2 separate regions of the Hermetia illucens genome follow, and region 2 is linked to region 1. A link is a contact called in public Hi-C data. All regions are on one chromosome and are shown on one strand. Each heading gives the region's core, a stretch centred on a gene start, on an enhancer-like site or on the middle of the called end of the contact. The rest is flanking DNA. Distances are from core to core; before and after follow the strand shown. Region 1 holds the start of LOC119660708 (serine-rich adhesin for platelets-like). Region 2 holds the start of LOC119660872 (Y-box factor homolog).

The links. A called contact is a pair of places that touch in the nucleus more often than the background predicts.
Region 2: a Hi-C map of an unstated tissue shows a contact between it and region 1, with 8 times the contacts expected there. The contact joins the promoter of LOC119660872 here to the promoter of LOC119660708 in region 1. A contact is called at or near these places in 2 of 2 Hi-C or Micro-C datasets (an unstated tissue and whole body).

Annotation. Positions count from the first base shown.
Region 1 is chr7:3,602,104-3,605,624 of iHerIll2.2.curated.20191125, forward strand. It overlaps LOC119660708 (serine-rich adhesin for platelets-like), which reads right to left and starts at 1,509. Exons shown (of 4, transcript XM_038069340.1): 1 at 620-1,509.
Region 2 is chr7:3,907,979-3,911,499 of iHerIll2.2.curated.20191125, forward strand. It overlaps LOC119660872 (Y-box factor homolog), which reads left to right and starts at 1,646. Exons shown (of 4, transcript XM_038069783.1): 1 at 1,646-2,203. The coding sequence starts at 2,056.

The DNA of each region.
Region 1 (3,521 bases), core at 259-2,758:
ACTCAGCTGTTGGAGCGCAGCACCACCACCAACAACAATGCCTCCCAGCGAAGGAAGCCACAAGCAGCCTGCCAACCTGCTCGTTCTGAACGATTTCCAGACAAAAACTCTGCTCGACCACCGGACGTGGACTCCGCACTAGCAGTTGACTTGAAATTGAGCCGGAAGCTACTGCGCAATCTCTTACCGTATCCACGAAACCGACAGTCAGTCAGAAATAACTTCCAACTTCCAGATGCGAAATATCCTTCAAAAGAAAATACACCTCGATTTCTCGCTCTATTCGCCCTACTGTTGAGTCAACTACTAGGTCGTGTTCCGAAATTTTATTACGGACCCCCGTTTGACCAATAGATGGCGCTAGCCCCACAAGATGCATTCCGAACCGACCCAATCGAAAACAAGGTAACTTTGGCTCGCGAAAGCGAACGATGACAGCGGCGGGATTCGACCGTCAGGGCAAGGGCTGTCCAACCGGCCTCGACAGCTCTTTATTTTATAAGCGATATTGCCGCCCGCTTTGATGGCCACAGCCAACACTCCGTAGCACTCTACCACGGTTAGTTTTAACCCGGTTGCCTGTCACCGAATGGTGGGCCGGGACACTTTAAATACTCACAACACTGAACTGGTTCGTGATCGGTGCGACCGGAGCTAGTCGTCACGGGCCCGCTCACTGAAACAACGCACGGGTCCGGACCGCGTCGCGGCCGGACGGGAGAATTCCGGTAAGTAGACGGAGAGAGCTGATCGGATCCTTTTGCTGTCACTTGTTCACAGAAAAGCGCACGAGAAACTGGACAAGTCGCAATGCAATGGTGCGCGACACTCCCTCTGACAAGCCCACGGCACGAAAACAATGGTTTCAAACAGGAATAATTGCGACCGAGAAAGAGAGAAACTCATAAAATTCCGACCAAACAGCAACGACTCAATCGTGGCATGGCTGGAACCGAATCGACAAGAAGACTGTTCCGTTGCCAGTCGTGCCGGACGGTACTGCACCTGACAGCTGTCCTTTTCTAGAGACGATCTGTGTCGCTAGTCGCGCCACCACAATGCTTATAGCCAAAATACATTAAATGCATGCGTTCGTGCAAACGAGGGAAGCTCCGACCATTACGCAGCTTTAATATACAATAAAGATTTCAGGTCGGCGAAGTTCGCTCCACGTCCCAAGGTTCGTTCTGATGATAGATTACGGCGTTTATAATTTGACCGCAGCTGATTTGAATGAATTTTGTTTTGGGAACCGGTTCGTAGGTCTGTCGATTTCAATCATAAAAATTGAATTTAAACATCGGCATTTAATTGTAGGTTTTTTATGACATTAATATGTACCCAGGTCGATTGTTCGCAAGTAAAATCACGGCATTGCACTTAGTCTTCAAGTTTTTGCAATTAGCATATGCATTTTCCTATACTTTATGTTGTGGAACTTATTAAATTTAATGTTACTAAGAGTACAGAAACCGCCGGTTTATATTCAGTTTTTATGTACGGAATCGAAGAAATTAATGCAAGGGACATCTATAATCACTACTTGCAATTAAAATTAAGCCTTCTGAAGTTCAAAAACGAATTCATTCAAATAAATTACATTCAAAAGTAACTTGCAAATTACGTGAACTGTTAACTAACTGTCATCCATCTTGTATGGGAAAAGTTCAATTTTCCGAACTTTTCAGCCTGACGCATTGCGAGTCGGATTCACTAGCGGAAATTCCTTAGACGTTCGCGAGGTTCGGGGACATTTAGGTCGTCATGAGCTGAGTGTCGTTTGGCGCTCGAACTAACCACCCTCTATAAACTATTCCCAAATATCAATAAGTCACGTAGGCACTTTATTCACGGGCTGTAAAAATAAGTCAGTTAACAACCATCCATAAAATGTATCCCAAATAGGATAATGTTTCAAGTAAGAACACATGTACTTAGTCACATAGGCGCTTTTAGTCACGACTTGTAAACATGAATTCAATCATAAGCAGGATCTACGCATGACTAATAAAGCAGAATATATAAATAGGGACTTGCACTCTTCAGTTTTAGCATATAGAATAGGGATGCTAGGATGCGGAACCATATATTCATATATTATAGTTACTGAATAAAAGATCGTTGTAAAAGTTTGCATTTTTTTTATGAATACCAAAAGGTAACGATTTAATTCTCGTGAACCTCAGAAAGTCCATTATGACGAGCGCGGTGAATGACGAGCCACACGGATTAAGTGACCCGCCCACCGCAACCTGTTGAGCCGGATTTTATTCACTACTAGGCAACGGTGTTATCGCTTATAGATTTCATCGTTATGTAGGCTACGGAATCCGTCCCATGTAAGGGGCCAAACATTCTTCGGAGGGTTCTTGTCTCGAATGCGCCCATTTTTCTTGCCAAAAACACAGGTTTCCAAAGAATACATAAAGACTGGCTAGATCATTGTCTTGCACAGTAAGAGCTTAGATCCTTTGGTGAGACGTTTTGAGTGGAACTGTTTGTGGAAGTTGCCAACAATCGAGCGTGTATTTCATTGTCATAGCCGTTTTCGGTTCTGATTTTCGACCCTAGATAGAAGAAATTTTCAACAGTCTTAACGATACAGTCCCCTATTCTTATTGTTCTCGTTTGACCAGTGGGATTCGATGCTGTTCATTCTTTGTTCTTTGGCGTTGACACTTCCACCATCTACTTTGTCTTGCCTTCATTAATAAGAAGCTCGAGATCACGCACCATCTGCTCGATTTGGATGAAGGTAGACTCTCTCTTATTCTTCCCATGATGTCAGTATCATCAGTGTAGGTCACTAGTTGGGTGGACTTGAAGAAAATACTTCATATAATCGTATGTAATGCGATTTAATGAAAAGTTCTCTGTTTCCCAGCCGATTTGACATTTTGCGTCAAAGTTTTGAAGCAATGATGCGAAGTGCGACCGAAAGCTGGCGGAAAACAATCGCGATTAAATGAAACCCGTAAACGGAATACTTCGCGAGGCTCGCGAACAGGGTTAGTGCCAAACGAAGTGCAGTTAAGGTAACGTCCCTTTTTTCTACCGTACTTAAGGCGGGAAACATAATTAGAATGCGTGCGTAATACGTATGAGATAACCTTCGATCCGCACGCAGTTTTAAAGTACAGTCAAGATTTCACGTCGGTAAAGTTCGTTTCACGTCGGTAAAATTCATCCTGATGGCAAATTAAACCATTTGCGATTTGGTGGCGCTTTACGTTTCCGGTTGTTACTTTTAATAATAATAATAATCATTGGCGCAACAATCCAATTGGATCAGGGCCTTGAAGTGTGTTAGAGCACTTTATTCAAGACCATAAGGGTGCACTACAGGATAGCAGTGCCCCGTAGGAGGCAATGTGGTCATAGTTGCGCTCGCCCGAGATTATTACCTTGATATGACTCATGTACTCATTCACAGCTGAGTCGACTGGTACCCAACATCAAACCACGATACAAATACCACTGCCAGTGAGATTTGGACCGCAACCTTCCGTACCGCAGCCTTC
Region 2 (3,521 bases), core at 396-2,895, 310 kb after region 1:
TGAAACTTGTCCAATCCAAATTCCGTTCGAATAAACATGTCTACTATTCGCAACAGATTTGTAAAGTTGTCATCGGTACCAGGGCACAACTTGATAGGACGGATAGACTCTGAGGTGTCGGTACTCTTAGATTAATGAACAGATAAGGTGGCATACCACCATTCCATGTATGCCGCCAAAACGCCATGAAAACCCTTGGGATAACCAATATAGCAACTAAAGACATTTCTTTGGCCTCTAATTGCTTGTCCCACAACTATCGAGTCGAAAATGAGTTGCTCTTTGCAACCCCTTGACCAGACTCGGCAGCCCTTCTTCTTCTCGGACAGATGTTTTTTACTGCGGCTTGCAAACGGCGCAAGAGTTCAAGCGGATTTTGATCACCAAGGTCGAGTCATGGAGAAAGCCCTTGATGGACTCTATTTCTATACGTCGAAAAACCGTGAGGATTTTCGTTTTCACCGCGGGTACTTACATTCCGCTGGGCACTCGCCGACTTGGCTTAACGGTGATACGTCGCACCCGCTCACTAGTTTGTCAAACTTGACTTGATCGCTTGTAATACATTGCAGCCGGAACTTGGCTTCAATTTTTAAGAACCACAACTCCGGATGGTAGGCATTTAATTGTTTCAATCGGCGCTTCTTCTTTTCCATGGTTAGGGATGTTGCGGCGTCTAGGGTCACTAGTATGTGCATTCAAGGTTTGTCGTACGGCAATGGTGTACTAACCTAACTTCCTTCGTACGAGAATATCCCACAAAGAAGTACACAGAATTATGTACGCAACAATTAACAAGAAGGACGAAGACGGCTACGATTTCTTACCAGGGCAGAGGCAACTCCTCAGACGCTGCCTCACTTCTGCCCTGGGAGCAGCGTGACCGAAGCCGCTCGTAGGTGTTGTACGTAATACCCAACAAGAGTACGAATTATATTCAGCGTAAATCCGCCCACAGTTCAGATCAACACTTGGCCGGAGCTCCTCAATCCCTAAAAGGAAATTGTACCCAATTTTTACCTCGACTAAATTAGTTGGCAAATACAAACTTAAATAAAGTTCCATGCTCCCTAACGACTCCATCTCAACTGTTACTCCGTATTCGATTCCTCTTCTCGCTACCGACCAGAAGCCCTCTGGTGACTTTGTGTTGAACCACCGCCACTATTGTCACTAGGCGTTACGAAGAACAATCCTACAAAGCCTTATTTTGAGTGGCGTATAGGGATGAATATTCGATTTAATACACATGAACAAACAGCTTGTTAATCCATTAAGGTGGTACTTTGGTTTGCTAACAAGCCACATTACATTAAAAAATTTGAATCAAGATTTCTAGTCCAAAGACATCCATTTAAAGTTCAAAAGGAGAAAGAACGATAAAACTTCCGGGGCAAACAAAAATTACCGAAAATTTTCGAAATTTATTTTGCTTGGCTACATTTAATGAGTTGTCTTTCTATTTCTAATTATATTGGCAGCAATTCGACTTGTAAATAATAAATTCTTATGGAAATAAAAATTACTTCTGACACAAATTTCAAAATTGTCGTGTGAAGTTCGTCACAATTCCACCCTTTCGCCGTCTTACATTTTTAGTACAATTGTACTTAACCCTAATCTCACATGAACTAACCATGTTCGCGGACGCTGCCGTCAATCGAGCTAGAACTGGACAGCGAGTAACATCATCGATTAAAACATCAAACGTCAGGAAAGGTTTGGAGAGTGATTTACCATCTTCTCATCACTCGAAAAAAGTGTGAGTCGTCGTCATCGTCGCCCCCTCCCTGCACACGAGTCAACCAAACAGAAGTAAACCAAACAAACCGAAACCCGAAAGACCTGCACATCCCAATTAGGACAAAATCCAGCGTAACCAACAGATCCTCGGGACAAATTTGGAAGTATCTACCCGTTTGGTTTTGCCGCGCGGTTGAAAGTGACGTGAACGCGAAACGAAAGGCAACTACTTCGATAGTCGCCGTTAGTGTAAAACGTCCACAACAGGCGTCCGAGAAGCAGGACGATTAATTTTACCAGCAAAGAACATCAATGGCTGACTCTGAGAAGGTAAATGAACAGCAGCCGGCTGTGGCTCAGCAGCAGCCACTAGCTGCCGATCAGCCGCAGGCCCAGCAGCAAGGAGGAGCCGCAGAAAAATCGGCCGCAGCTTCGCAGCAGCCCGCCAAGGAATTGATTGGTAAGTGCACTCAGTATTGCATTCCTGGGTAGTAAGTAAGTCTGTGGCGGGTGAAGTAAAAATGTGCTTGTCCCGGACATTGCCTCGCCCCCATCAGGCGGCCGCTGGCCTTGTTGGTACTAGTGACTAGTGTGATCTAATTGCGTTACGCACACTTCCATCTAATTCTATCGGTTTTACAAGGTGCTTCAATCGATCCATGGCCTGGCATATTTCTTGCCGCGGCCTTATACCGTAATTGTGAGTTTTCACTCCCTGCACGGTTCGTCATGCGGTGGCGCATGCTCGCCACCGGCCCATGAGATGTGCTAGTAAATTGTCAAAGGTGCGCCATCTTGGAATCGCACATTTCCCGCCCGGTTTAGGCAGCACGGCAGTTTATTTTTAGGTTTAGAAATTTGTACAGCTTCATCCCATGTTATTTGGGCAACAAAGCGAGATGGTATTCAATTGTTTAGTGTGTTCCCGCTTCCGAGTTCAGCTTTGCTTATGACCTTTAAAGAGGGCGACCGTCATCCAGGGGCCCGGTGTGGTCTAAGTGCGTATATCAATGTTTTGATATATCACGCGTCCGATATGGCGGTAAAATACCGTAATCGGGGAACAACCCCATGTAGCGTTTGATGGTTCGATTTCACTGTTTTTAGGTTATCGTGTTTGGCGATTAATCGATAAAGCTGTTTTCGGAGACAAAGTTGTTTTGTTTTTGTCAAGATAAGGGGTGACGAGGATTTAGATGTTTATAATTATCGGTTCCAGTGGCCTGGATTCAAGTTCTTTGTTTCCAGATAATTTTGAACTGAAGATTAAAAACGCTTTTATGTGGATAAGGAATACGATATCTCCTTTTGTAAGGGGAGCACCAGCCATATACAAAAATGATAAGAGATGTTCGCGGAAATTGCTCGGACTATTTTGCAGAGTAAATGCGCAGCATATTTGGTGACCCGAATGTAGCATTATTCGGTTGGTAGCTGTACATTAGAGCCTTCGCCACGCAACGCGATTTGTTGCGATGACCGGCGATCTCTGCCCGCAGCGATCTGTCAAAATAGTTGCATGACGCAACAATGCGTTGCACATGCCCCACAAAGCGATCTGTCCCAGCGATCGATTCGCAGATTGCGGCCGTCAACGATCTGAAGATTCGAAGGTGCTAATAGAAAAGAGAATTTATCAATTTTTTTTTATTTCTATCATGAATTAGTAAAGTCTTAAAGATCTAAATTGTACTTTTCATAATTTGCCTTAAACACATTATTAATCTTTCCCTAGTTTCTATTGGCTTTCTCCAATTCATTGCGTAGTTTTCAATGCT